2 separate regions of the Mus musculus genome follow, and region 1 is linked to region 2. The links are chromatin contacts, called in public HiChIP or PLAC-seq maps. All regions are on one chromosome and are shown on one strand. The core of a region is the stretch at or near the end of the contact, and the rest is flanking DNA. Distances in the headings are between cores, read along the strand shown. Region 1 overlaps Mtmr6 (myotubularin related protein 6). Region 2 has its middle 23 kb from the start of Mir719.

Evidence for each region. HiChIP or PLAC-seq counts read pairs in DNA pulled down with a chosen protein or histone mark.
Region 1: an H3K27ac HiChIP or PLAC-seq map of microglia shows a contact between it and region 2, with 2.4 times the contacts expected there. The contact joins two enhancer-like sites. A contact is called at or near these places in 2 of 39 promoter capture datasets (embryonic stem cells and trophoblast stem cells), 1 of 484 Hi-C or Micro-C datasets (embryonic stem cells), 1 of 115 datasets of contacts at active chromatin or transcription factors (microglia) and 2 of 9 other capture datasets (adipose tissue and pancreatic islet).

Annotation. Positions count from the first base shown.
Region 1 is chr14:60,267,602-60,273,418 of GRCm38.p6, reverse strand. The region is part of intron 1 of Mtmr6 (myotubularin related protein 6); the gene reads right to left. Among named protein-coding and RNA genes, the nearest start is that of Mtmr6, 5.3 kb to the right of the region's middle. Within about 2 kb of position 3,883, at least 72 of the 459 cell types and tissues checked have an H3K27ac peak or open chromatin away from gene starts, as enhancers often do. A contact at or near this core is called in microglia, where this site is marked.
Region 2 is chr14:60,203,183-60,209,136 of GRCm38.p6, reverse strand. It overlaps a transcript of Nupl1 not described here. Among named protein-coding and RNA genes, the nearest start is that of Mir719, 23 kb to the left of the region's middle. Within about 2 kb of position 3,921, at least 9 of the 459 cell types and tissues checked have an H3K27ac peak or open chromatin away from gene starts, as enhancers often do. A contact at or near this core is called in microglia, where this site is marked.

The sequences.
Region 1 (5,817 bases), core at 2,634-5,133, 64 kb before region 2:
AGTGTCAGGGAGGTCGTTCTGCCAGGTAGCCCAGGAGGCCTTGGACATTTTCAGCCTCTTGCTGCAGCCTCCTGTGACTGGGATGGAGGCATGACAGGCAGGCCCCACCTTGGGCAGCTAAGGCTCCATTCTCTATATGCATCTTATTTATTATCATTACTTCAGCCTTTTGCTAATGATCCCTGGTATCTGACTGAACTCTGAGTTCTTACTGTCTGCTATCCATGTAAGAATATTTCCTGACATAGTATTATGATGAATGCCTGACATAAATTATTAATTTTCATTTTCACAGCCCCAGTAGCACCTATAACCTAAAGACAACTGGACACTACATAGAATCAGGACAGGAGTTCCAACCTTGTGTTGTCTGATTCCCAACTGACCACTTAGCCAGGTATTATGCTATCTGCACTTGAACATCTTAAGAATTAAAACGTGCTCATTTCCCTCCTTCCTCTCATTTTGCATTTTATATGTGACTTATGTCACACCATCCACATTAAGTCAAAAGCACTGGAAATCATCCTACTGACGTCTTGACTCAACTACTCAGCTACTTCAAGCTCTGCTCCTTCCACCAAAATCAGAGTACTCAGTATGCTAAAACAAAAGCCTGTTCAAGGGTCTGTTTCTCCCGCTAAAAACTATACATACCTCAGGACAAGCACTGTCTGTCTTCCTTTCTGAGTCCCTCCTGGTGGCGAGAATAGTGTTTGATACAATGGAGGTTTACTCACTCCAGATGAACTGCCACGGAGAACTTACTTCTCATAATGGAAAACAGATGGAAGATGCCCAGTATAGCAGTGGCCCTTTGCTGACATCATTAAAGGGATTTATAAAATAGGACTCTTCTTTATCTCATTATTCTGTTATTTTCCCATGCTGCCTTTACCTTCTACAGTGGCTGACCAGAAAATATTCATTCAGGAATCCATGTATGAGCCATAAATTAAAAATAAATAGAAAAACTACTAGGCTTCAGATTGTTGAACTTACTCTACTGTCTGTCTGTCCATCTATCTATCCACCTATTTACTCTGGTAATACAGTTCTTACTGGGAAGTCTAATTCTCTGTCCTCGCATTATTACACAGAGAAAAATTCTGTTTTAGAGTACTCTAGAATACTTTACAAGTGTTTTCTCGGAGCACTATGGAGAACTATGGGATTCTTATGGGTCTACATCAAGGTGAAAATTCCAGTTGAAAATGATGTAATGATCTATATGCACATTTCCTGACCTCAAAGTTAGATCTTTAAATTTGGTTGGCTCTGTTCAAGATTCAAGGTCCAGTTGTTCATTGGAATAACCTCCCAAACTGCAAAGGTGCCAGTCCCCAGCCTCACCCCAACTCTACCATGTGATGGAGGAATAGGACCACGACAGTATTTCAGAAGCTCTGCTCATTCTTACTCAACAACCGTCTTTCTACTCTGCAGTCTGGATTCTCCACTGCTCCTCCTCAATTCACACTGCTCCTCCCCTGTCTACCTTTAGACTAGTGCCCTAAATACTTAAGGCTCAGCATGGCCAAGTCTCCCACTTTTTAAATAGTTTTATTATAATGTTAGCCCTTTAAACAAACACCCACAGGCATGCACACTCACTCCAAGTTCTTGAACATGTACATAAATACACAGTATTAAGAAAAGGGTAACTTAAGGTTAACCTATTTGCTCTCATTCCATTGTCTTTTAAATAAAAGCAACTACTCCTAAGAGAGGAACAGATTAGATAATGAATGCCAAGTGTTCTACGTACCCTTTGTGCCCTATAAACAGAAGCAACGAGATGCTGAAATAAACTAAATAAATGTTTTCAAAAATTACTGCAGTTATCTGGTAAGGCAGCTTGAGGCTGCTAGTTCTCATTTTAACTAAGTTCAAAGTGAGAAAGGAGCCAGGTGGTGGTGGCGGGGCGCACGCCTTTAATCCCAGCACTTGGGAGGCAGAGGCAGGTGGATTTCTGAGTTCGAGGCAAGCCTGGTCTACAAAGTGAGTTCCAGGACAGCCAGGGCTATACAGAGAAACCCTGTTTCAGGAAACAACAACAACAAAACCAAAACAATAAAACAACAACAACAACAAAAACAAAAACAAAGTGAGAAAGGAAAAGTGTATGTGGTATTTAAAAACCAATTTCAGGGGGCTGGCGAGATGGCTCAGTGGGTAAGAGCACTGACTGCTCTTCCAAAGGACCTGAGTTCAAATCCCAGCAACCACATAGTGGCTCACAACCACCCATAATGAGATCTGACGTCCTTTTCTGGTGCATCTGAATTTCTGGTGCATTATTAGTATAGTATACAGTATACTAATAAATAAATCTTTGGGCTGGAGTGAGCAGAGACTGAGCGAGCAGAGCTGACTGGAGCTGACCGAAGCGAGTGGGGGCCTACCAGAGCAAGCAGAGGTCCTAAAAATTCAATTCCCAACAACCACACAAAGGCTCACAACCACCTGTACAGCTACAGTGTACTCATATACATAAATTAAAATAAATAAATCTTTAAAAAACAAACAAACAAACAAAAAACCAATTTCGATAGCCAGCAGGATGGCTCAGCAAGTTAAGATCTACCCAAGTCTGACCACTAATCCAATTCCTAGGCCCACACATGGTGGAAGGAGTGAACAGACACAAGCTGTCCTTTGACCTTCACACACATATGCCATGCATAGCACACGTGTGCCCCAGCACATATCCCTCAACCCACCCTGCCCCACTGCCACACAAAATAAAGAAAATTTAGTACTTAATGCACTGTAAAGCTGTAAAATACCCTTTCCCAAGAGCAAGAATTAAAGCACTCTCTTCACTGAGAGTAATACAGAGAAAACAGAATTCTTGGAGGAGACACACCTGCATTTTATCTGATGAAGGAACACAAACAGGCCTTTAAGTGCAGTAGTACTGACAGTATCAACCCAGAGAAAATTCGGCTGGGCAGGTGGAACCACCGAGGAGTAAGGAAACAGTGGAGGCGTGGTTGGGAGATGATGGAGCCTGGAGGAAGCACGCAGAGAGGAAGCCCATGTTGTCTAATAGTAAAGCTGGAGAGAGCAGAGAGAAAGAATCTGACATGGAGGGAGACTGTCTATTCATTATTGTTGACTTGCAGACTGGGCACAGACAGGAGAAAGTGAGTCCGAAAAGCCGATCCTGAGTACAGTTGATGGAGAGTTAATCACTACTTTAGTCAGAGCCAGGTTACATCAAACCCAGGAAATGCAACCATTACACCTAACCAGCAGCTTCTATAGTGTCTCAGCATATGGACGGAGCGAATGAGAACATCAATCTGAAATTAAACCACGACATTTACTTTCTGCCTAAAGTGCTGAAGAATGAGTAGTTTGGGAAACACATTCTACCCTTTATTGTAAATCCTTCTCCAAAAACTTTTCTTTGCTACAATCATCAAAAAATAAAAAAAATAAAAAAAATAAATAAAAGCCAGACCAGAGCCCAGCAAGCAGCTCCTTCCCATTTCCCCCAGATATTTTAAGGTACCTGTTTTGGAAGTAACTACAACAATTTTAGGTCACTATTTGTGGCACCATAAAAACAGCCTCAGGATCCTTAGAAAGCAAAGGGTAAATGGGGAAAGGCAAATGGCAAAAGAACGAAAAACAATGGGGCAAGGGGAAAGAAACTGGGAAGTGTGGTCACTCTGTTGATGGCTAACAGGAAAAATTCAAACTTAACTGATTAAGACATTGGATATGAAAAACATAGACCATCATACTCAGAAAATTAGAGTATAGAAGTTCAGACCTGTTCTTCCCTCTCTTCAACCAACTTCTGTGATGAAGAACAGCACTTCCTCCACAGCTACGTCATGCTGTGGGCTGTGGCTTCTGCGCAGAAAGCACAGTCAGCTACTGGGGACACTGCTCCCCGTCGCTAGCCACGGATCTCCTGAGACTTTCAGAGCCTTCTACAGACATCTCTGAGAAGAACTAGCTGTAGAAAAGGCAGAGGACCTTACACTGTGAGGCAGACAGCAAGTGAGGGCAGTGGCTCTTCGATCCTGTGTCCTCAGCTTGGATGACACCTGGCAGCATACATTATTAGTGAAGCAATTATGGACTTTTTAAGAAGGAAAGGAGTATTACTGAGTCATAAATCCAGTGGGGACTTTTCAGTTGCACTTCACCTTGCTCTTCTGCAATGTTGAGCACCCAGCTTCCTATCTCAGCGTGAAGGCAAAGATTTAGAAAGGCAGCTAACCACTCTGTGGGAAACAGGCATGCAAAACGCTCATTCCCATGAAAATCTTTAAAGCCAAAACTGGGGGTAGAAAGACAGGTCACTAGGTAAAAGTATCTGTTGCTTCAGCACCCCAAACAGCATCTCACAATCATTAGTAACTGTAGTTCCAGGGAATCTTGTCCTCTTTTGTCCTCCTTGGGCACCAAGCACACACATGGTGCACAAACATATATGCAGGCAAAACACCCACACATAAAATGAATGAATCTAATAAAAAAATAATAATAATTTAAAAAAAACAATCTTTGAGTTCTCGGGTCTGGGGAGAGAGTTCAGTGAGTAAGAACAAACACAAGGACCTAAGGTTGAACTCCCAGCATCCATGTAGCAAGCCAGCCATAGTTTTATGTGCCTGTGGCCCCATCACTGGGAGAACAAAGACAAGCGATCTAAAGAGTTCAGCCAGCCTGTCTGAAAGGTTGAGCATCTGGTTCAGTGAGAGACCCTGTTTCAAGGCAAATGTGATATAAAAATAGGATGATATAGCTAACAGCTGAATGTTGGCGCGAGAGTTATTTAATCTCTGATAGCAGAGGACAAAGCAAATGATAACTCTAAACAAAATACAAAATACAAAAACAAGATACAAAAACAAGAATATAAAACTATTACTTATGGTAAACCTAGAAAAGGGAAACCCTTTTAGTTAATCTTTTCTAAGTGAATGCCAATTTCACAATTTTATTACAACTGTTCATGCTAGGAAGAGCACACCTCACCTTTGGAGTTAGACATTAGTTTAAATTCTAACAGCCATACATGGCTAACCTGACAGGTCATTCAAACTTACTAATTTCTTCCTCATCTATAAATGGAGATTCTAAAACCACTGGCAGGGTCCATTTTTAGATCACTGATGGTCCTGGTTCCATGTCTGTTGCTGTGATAACACTCTTTGACATAAAGCTAGGGTTCATTTGGCTTAAAATTCCAACCACCATTGTGGGGAAGTCACAGCAGGACCTTGAGAAAACAGGTCACATCTAGACTCAGGAGCAGAGACAGAATATATGCACAAATGCCGCCCCCTTGCTTTCTCTACTTTTATACATTCAGGATCCAGATCACAAAATGCTGCTGCCCACATTAGGATGGGCCTTCCCCACCTCAGCCAATTAAGACAAAAAGAAAAAAAAAACCCTCACAGGCCAATGTCTGTCACTGGGCCCCCTTCCCAAGTGACTCTACCTTGTGTCAAGGTGATTATTAAAAGTAAACATCATGGTGATGAGAGCTAATGAACTAACATATATGTGAAATGTGAACATTGTGAAATTATGACAATGGTACATAACTGTGTTCACTGATATAATTGCCTAACAGAAGGTAATCATTACTTTTCAAAGACAGCTGTTAAACAACATTAAAAGAAACTCACTGAACAGTCATACATTATCATAATCAGTTAAAAATGTTTATTACTTTTACTTGAGGGTGGGGTGGGCATGCACAGGCCAAGAAACCTGTGTGGAGCTGAGAGAGACTCTTTGAGAAGTTGGTTCCCTCCTTCCCCCGCGTGGGTTCTGGAGAACCAG
Region 2 (5,954 bases), core at 2,672-5,171:
GTGGGTACTTTACAGGTATATACATGTCTGTATACTGCTTTTAAGACTGATGCCCTCAAAGATCAGGAAAGGCTGATAGATCCTCTGGAACTGGAGTTGCAGATAGACTGTGAGCTCCCATGTGGATGCTGAGAGTTAAACCTGGGTCCTCAGTAAGAGCAGCCAGCGTTCTTCATGCTGAGTCATCTCTCCAACGCCATGTTCTTCTCTCCTCCTGCCCCCCCCCTCCGCTCTCTCTTCTCTCTCCAATCCCACTGAGTCTACTTATTGTTGCCAGAATGCATATGGTTGTAGAGCCATGCACTACTGGACAGCCTCTCAGGGACTATCCCACAAGAAACCAGATTTTTCCAAGCAGTTTTTCAGCCAAAGCTGGGACATCATGAGCCCTTACCCATCGTGCTGAAATTTTGGCTGGTTTGGTCCCATGCTGCTCTTGTACATGAGCAACAGCCTCTGGGAGGTCAGAATCATAGGTTGAAGAGGCAGATATTTCTATTGTTTGCTATAAAGAAAGTAGTCTCTATTTTTTTTTTCTTTTTTGAAATGGTCATTTTTAGTCCCATCTTTACACAGAAAGAAATGGAAATGGCTCTTAAGATTAAACTTGAGCTTTCTTGGTCTCCCCGGTCAATCATGCTTTCCTTTGCATGCTTCCTGTTCTCTTTGTTTTTGACTTTGTGGGCATCTTGGTTTCTAGGGATTCACTGGTCTTTCCTCACATGGCTTAAATAGGGCGTAAAGCTGCTTTGTTAAGTGACTCAAATGGAGTATTCTAAACAAAAGGGATTATTTCTTTTTTACATCACCGCTCAGGCAGTCAGAGTCGATGTGGCTACTTGATGGAGCTGGATCGCAGGCCGCTCTCTGGCAGTCCTGTGAGTCCTTGTGGAATTTCTTCTGAATAGTGGAGTAAATGAGCCTTCCAGCTTGCAGGCAACTCAATATGGAGGCAAATCACCATGGGGAGAGTACACCTTTCTTTGTAAGATTACAATCTGAAAGTGGCTTACATCACTGCTGCATGCCACATTGACCAGAAACTGGTCACACAGCTGCAAGGGGGGCTTGTGGTGTGTCCTTTGATACGTGTCAGACTCAGCCAGAATCCTGCAAGGAAAACAGAAGGGGATTTGCTGAGGGGCTGTGGATGCAACCCAGGGCCACAAATCCCTGGGCTTGCTTGTCTCCCTCCTGACAGCTACCAGTCTTGGTGCACCATATGTGTGCCTGATCCCGGTAGATGCCAGAAGAGGGCATTAGATCCCAGGAATGGAAGACACAAGACTATTGTGAGCTCATGGAAACCAAACTTGGGTCCCCTGAAAGAATAGTAAGTGCTCTGAACTGCAGAGTGGTTCCTGTATGTGTGTGTTGTTGTTGTTGTTGTTGTTTTGGTTTGGTTTTTGGTTTTTGATGATGCTCTAGAATTCGTGATTCTCTACTTTTAAATTCCCTCTCAGAAAATAATGAGTGTAATTAGTTAGTGGGCCTGTTATAAGGTAACCAAGAACTTGGTGATTAATTCTTCAATGGTTGAAAAGATAAGGAATCAGCACTGTCTAAAATGGTAGCTCCTGGTCACTGGAGGCTACGGAATACTTCAAATGTGGCAAGTTCATCTAGGAATGGAACATTGCATTTATAATTACACTTATCTATAATATTAAACATTCAACTGTGTTTAGAACAACTTGGATTTAGGAATCTGTGGGTTTTTTTTTTGAGATAATTTAGATGTAAATTTTACGTTGGATTTATTGAGAAAAATAATGCAATTTTCCTATTGATGCCATGTGTATTATTTGTTATAGCTGAACCCAGGGCCCTTGTAGTTGAACTAACTTGAAGTTACAGACAGTTGTAAGTTGTCTTGTGGGTGCTGGGATTTGAACTTGAGTCTTCTGGAAGGGCAGTCGGTGTCTTTAACTGCTGAGCCATCTCTCCCGTCCTGCCTTAAATGAACTATTAACACAGCATCCATTCTGGAATCCTGCTTTCATTGCTCAGAGTTCATACAGTTATCTCTTCAGAATGCAAGGATGATATTGTGAAGCCCATCCTTGTGGCTACACATTATTCCATACTGTGACGTCTCACACACATGGGCCCTCACAGTCATACTGTGACTTCTCGCACACAGCAGCCCTCCCAATCTGGCCTTCACTCCATTTAGCAGACCTTCCTTCTGGACCTCTCACTCAGAGGCCCTTCCAAGCCCTGGGCCCTTTGACAGTTTCAGTTCATAATTCACAACACAGACGGTTCCTTTTATCTGGGAGAAACATTGGCTTTTGGGTGCTTTCCTCTCTTTATCCTTCCTCAGATCCTACAGCAGACAGTGAAACCACCTCACTCTAGTGGATGGTAGACATCTACTGCATTCATTTCTGTTCTGTTGCTGTGGCCAAGGCAACTTACAGAAAGAAGGCTTTACTTGGTCTGTCAGCTCCAGGGGATGAGTCTCCATCCTTGTGAGAGGCGTGGCAGCAGACAGGCATGGTAATCTAGAGCCAGTAAGCTGAGAGCTCAGATCTTGAACTACAAGAATGCAACGGAAAGAGTGAACTGGAAATGGTGCGAGTATTTAAATTCTTAAAGCCCACCTCTGGCAATGTACTTTCTTCAACAAGGCCATGCCTCTTATACCTTCTCAAACTGTGCCACCAACTGGGAACCAGGTATTCAAATATAGGAGACTATGGGGGACATCTCCTTCAAACAACATCTACCATGCTGTTTTTTCTATTGTTTGGTCATACACTTACCTCCCATGTTAGACTGTAATCTCTGGGGTCTTGTTATTTATTTGGATTTGGGTTTATATCATCAATACTTATAGCAAGGGATTCAATTCTAGGAATATTTCTTAATTGGTAGTTGATGCAGTGGGAAGAGTTAGTACTGCAGTCTCCTGCTGAGCCCCTTCTACACAGATGTTCAACTGTGTGGCTAGGGTTGGATATTATTACTGCCACTGAGCAGTGTTGCTTTTAGGCCAATTAATGAGCATACTTGTACCTCCTCAGTAAAAAAGGAGGCAGTGCTCGCCTTATATAGTGAACATTTGGGTAAGTTAGCACAAGTAAGATATGTAACTGTATGCTGTGTGCAAGACCAGAATGCAATAAAGAATAGCTTATTACTATCACAGCAGTCTAAACTATTTCTCTCTTTCTCTCAGGCCAAAAGTCACATGTTTTAACTGGATTTCGCAAACCTAGTGTTATGGAAACTAATGAACTGGGAAGAAAAATCCAGTTCTGAGCAGTCACTGAAATCAACATGTATCTGCTTTACAAGGAACACCTGACCCTCATTTTGTGAGCCGTTATTTAAGAAGAGTAATATGAGGCTTAGACTGAGTTTGGTCAAGATGTTTAGAATTCAAGAGGGAAAAACTTGGCCACAATGTTGTAGAATAAACGAATAGATCGTGTGCTAGATCCTGGGATTGGGAAGTTGGGAAAAATCACAGATGAAGGAGGCACCATTGATACAAAATAAAATGGGCCAACTAGGGTAAACTGCTATTTATCATTTTAATGGTGCCACTGTTGAAATCGTGTTGAGATAAGATTCACCCTTGTCTGATTGAAGTTCACAATTCAGTAGTTTTTTATTGTATTTAGTGGTCACTCAAATTCCATCTCCATTGACCTTCAGCCCCCATTTCTTACCACCATGGCTCTAACTCCTTTGGCTATATGTTCTGTACTTCTCTGTGTTTTCCTGTTCTGAATATTTCATACAGACGTGACTGGATCCTTTTAACTGGCCAGTGATTTCAAGGATATTCGATATCACTCTGTCATCCCTTTCCTCGATAAATAAATCTGACTGTGTGGCTCGGTCACATTAGCCTTCAGTCAGCAAACATGTTGGTTCCTCTTTCAGGAGTTTCTGTGTGAACACATGATTTTGGTTGTCTTGGAGTTTGTACTAAAGTGTAGAAATTCTGGGTGTTGTGGTAACTACCTTTATTTAGTATCTTAGGGAACTGTCAGACTTTCCAAAGTGGCTGCACATTCTCCATTCTCACCAGCCCTGGATTTGTGCTCCATTTTCTCCCTATAGTCATCTGAGAGGGTTTGAAGTAGAAGCTCACTGTGTCTTTAGAAAGATTGTGTGTGTGTGCGTGCGCGCATGTGCGCGTGAGCACATATATGTGCATATATGATCTCAGGTGCTCATGAAGGACAGAAGAGGGTGCCAGATCCCCTGGAGCTGGAGTTACAGGTGTTTGCGAGTCTCTCCACAAGAATGTTGGGAGCTGAAGGAACTCAAGTTCTCTGGAAGAAGAGTATGTGCTCTTAACCACTGAACCATCTCGATGGCCCTCCCTGTGGCTTTGATTTGCACACCCATGTGATTAGTCACTTTGACTATCCTCCATGTGTTTATGTACAGCAGTCACTCACTAAGCAGTGCACTCTTAGGAACCCACCTTTCTCATGTACCTTCTATCAGCTGACAGATGTTTGTTGACCACCTACTTTTTGCCAGACTTGGTTTAAGTGTCGGAACATGCATCAAGCAGACGTTCCTTGTGGGAGGAACATGCATTTTAGTTTGGGTACAAATGGACGGAATGAGTTAAAGACATAGAATGTCACATGATCCTCTTCCATGAATAATGAACTTCAGTGGCCTCTAGGTCGTAAATCCTTTCTCAGCTTTCTGTTGACTTTGCTCAGATTCATCAAAGGAATCATTGTGTATGGCAGTCTTTGTCTTGGGAGAGGTATTTCTTAAAATGATTTGAAATCAAGATCATTTCTTAAGCCATGGCCCACAGAATGGATGTAGTGATATCAAGCATGAGAAACCATACTAATTTCATTGTCTATCGCCATTTGAGCTCTTGGGTATCCAGGTGTGCTGACAGCCAGTTCTGAAAGGTGTCTTTCTCAGGGCAGGAGTTCTTAACCATGGGCTTGCAATAGTCACTAAACCCTAAATGGTTGTTACCATTTGGGCTTTGTTTTCGATTTATAGGGTACAGGCAGGTAGATTTTGCTTCCTTTCTGACTGCTGTAGGATGTCAGAATGGTAAACAATCCTGGCTTTGATGTAAAAGTCAGAGTCCCAGTAGCCTCAAACAAGAGGGTCTGCCTGTGTTTCACAGCTTTGGAGCTAAGTGCTGCCCTTTTCTCTAGCCATGAAAGTCTTAGATGGCATCCTCTTCCTACAGAAGGGTGCTCTGTCAACAGTGAAAGCCTGTTGTGTGAGTGTGGCTCATTCTTCTCACCTAGATCTGGACAACTTAACACAGCTTCCACCCCAGCACTAGCTGCTTGTATTGGTTGCTTCTTATTGCCATGACAAAATGTTCAAAAGAAACAACTCTAGGAAGGAAGATGCTATGTGACCCACAGCTTCAGAGGGTCTAGTTCGTAGTCACGTGGCCTCATAGACTTGGGCAAAACATGCCAGTGGGAGTCCACAATGGAGGAGAACTGCTCACTTGAGGCTGGTAGGGACAAGACAAAGCAGCTGGGGATACTGTATCACAGGACCACCCACCCCCACCCCACCCCTGCAGTGAACCTTTCCTCCAACTAACTAGGCATTCCACCTTAAGTTTCTACAGTTACAAAATTAGCACTGCCAGCTATTGTCCATGCATTAAAATAATGAGCTCATAGGTGCATTTCCTATTCGACCCACCTTTCCTCACCTTGGACTGATTTCAGGGAGACAGCTTTTCTCCTTAGCTCTCACAACATAACCTCAGTCAGATTCACACTTGCCTTCTGCAGCTTATCATATACGTCTACCTCTATTTACTATTTAAAAATAAATTAAAAAATAATCCTAACATGTATTTATTCAGAAGGGGTGACGTGTGTGCCACAATATGCATATGCATAAGAAGACAACCACATATTTCTGAGTTCGAGGCCAGCCTGGTCTACAGAGTGAGTTCCAGGACAGCTAGGACTACACAGAGA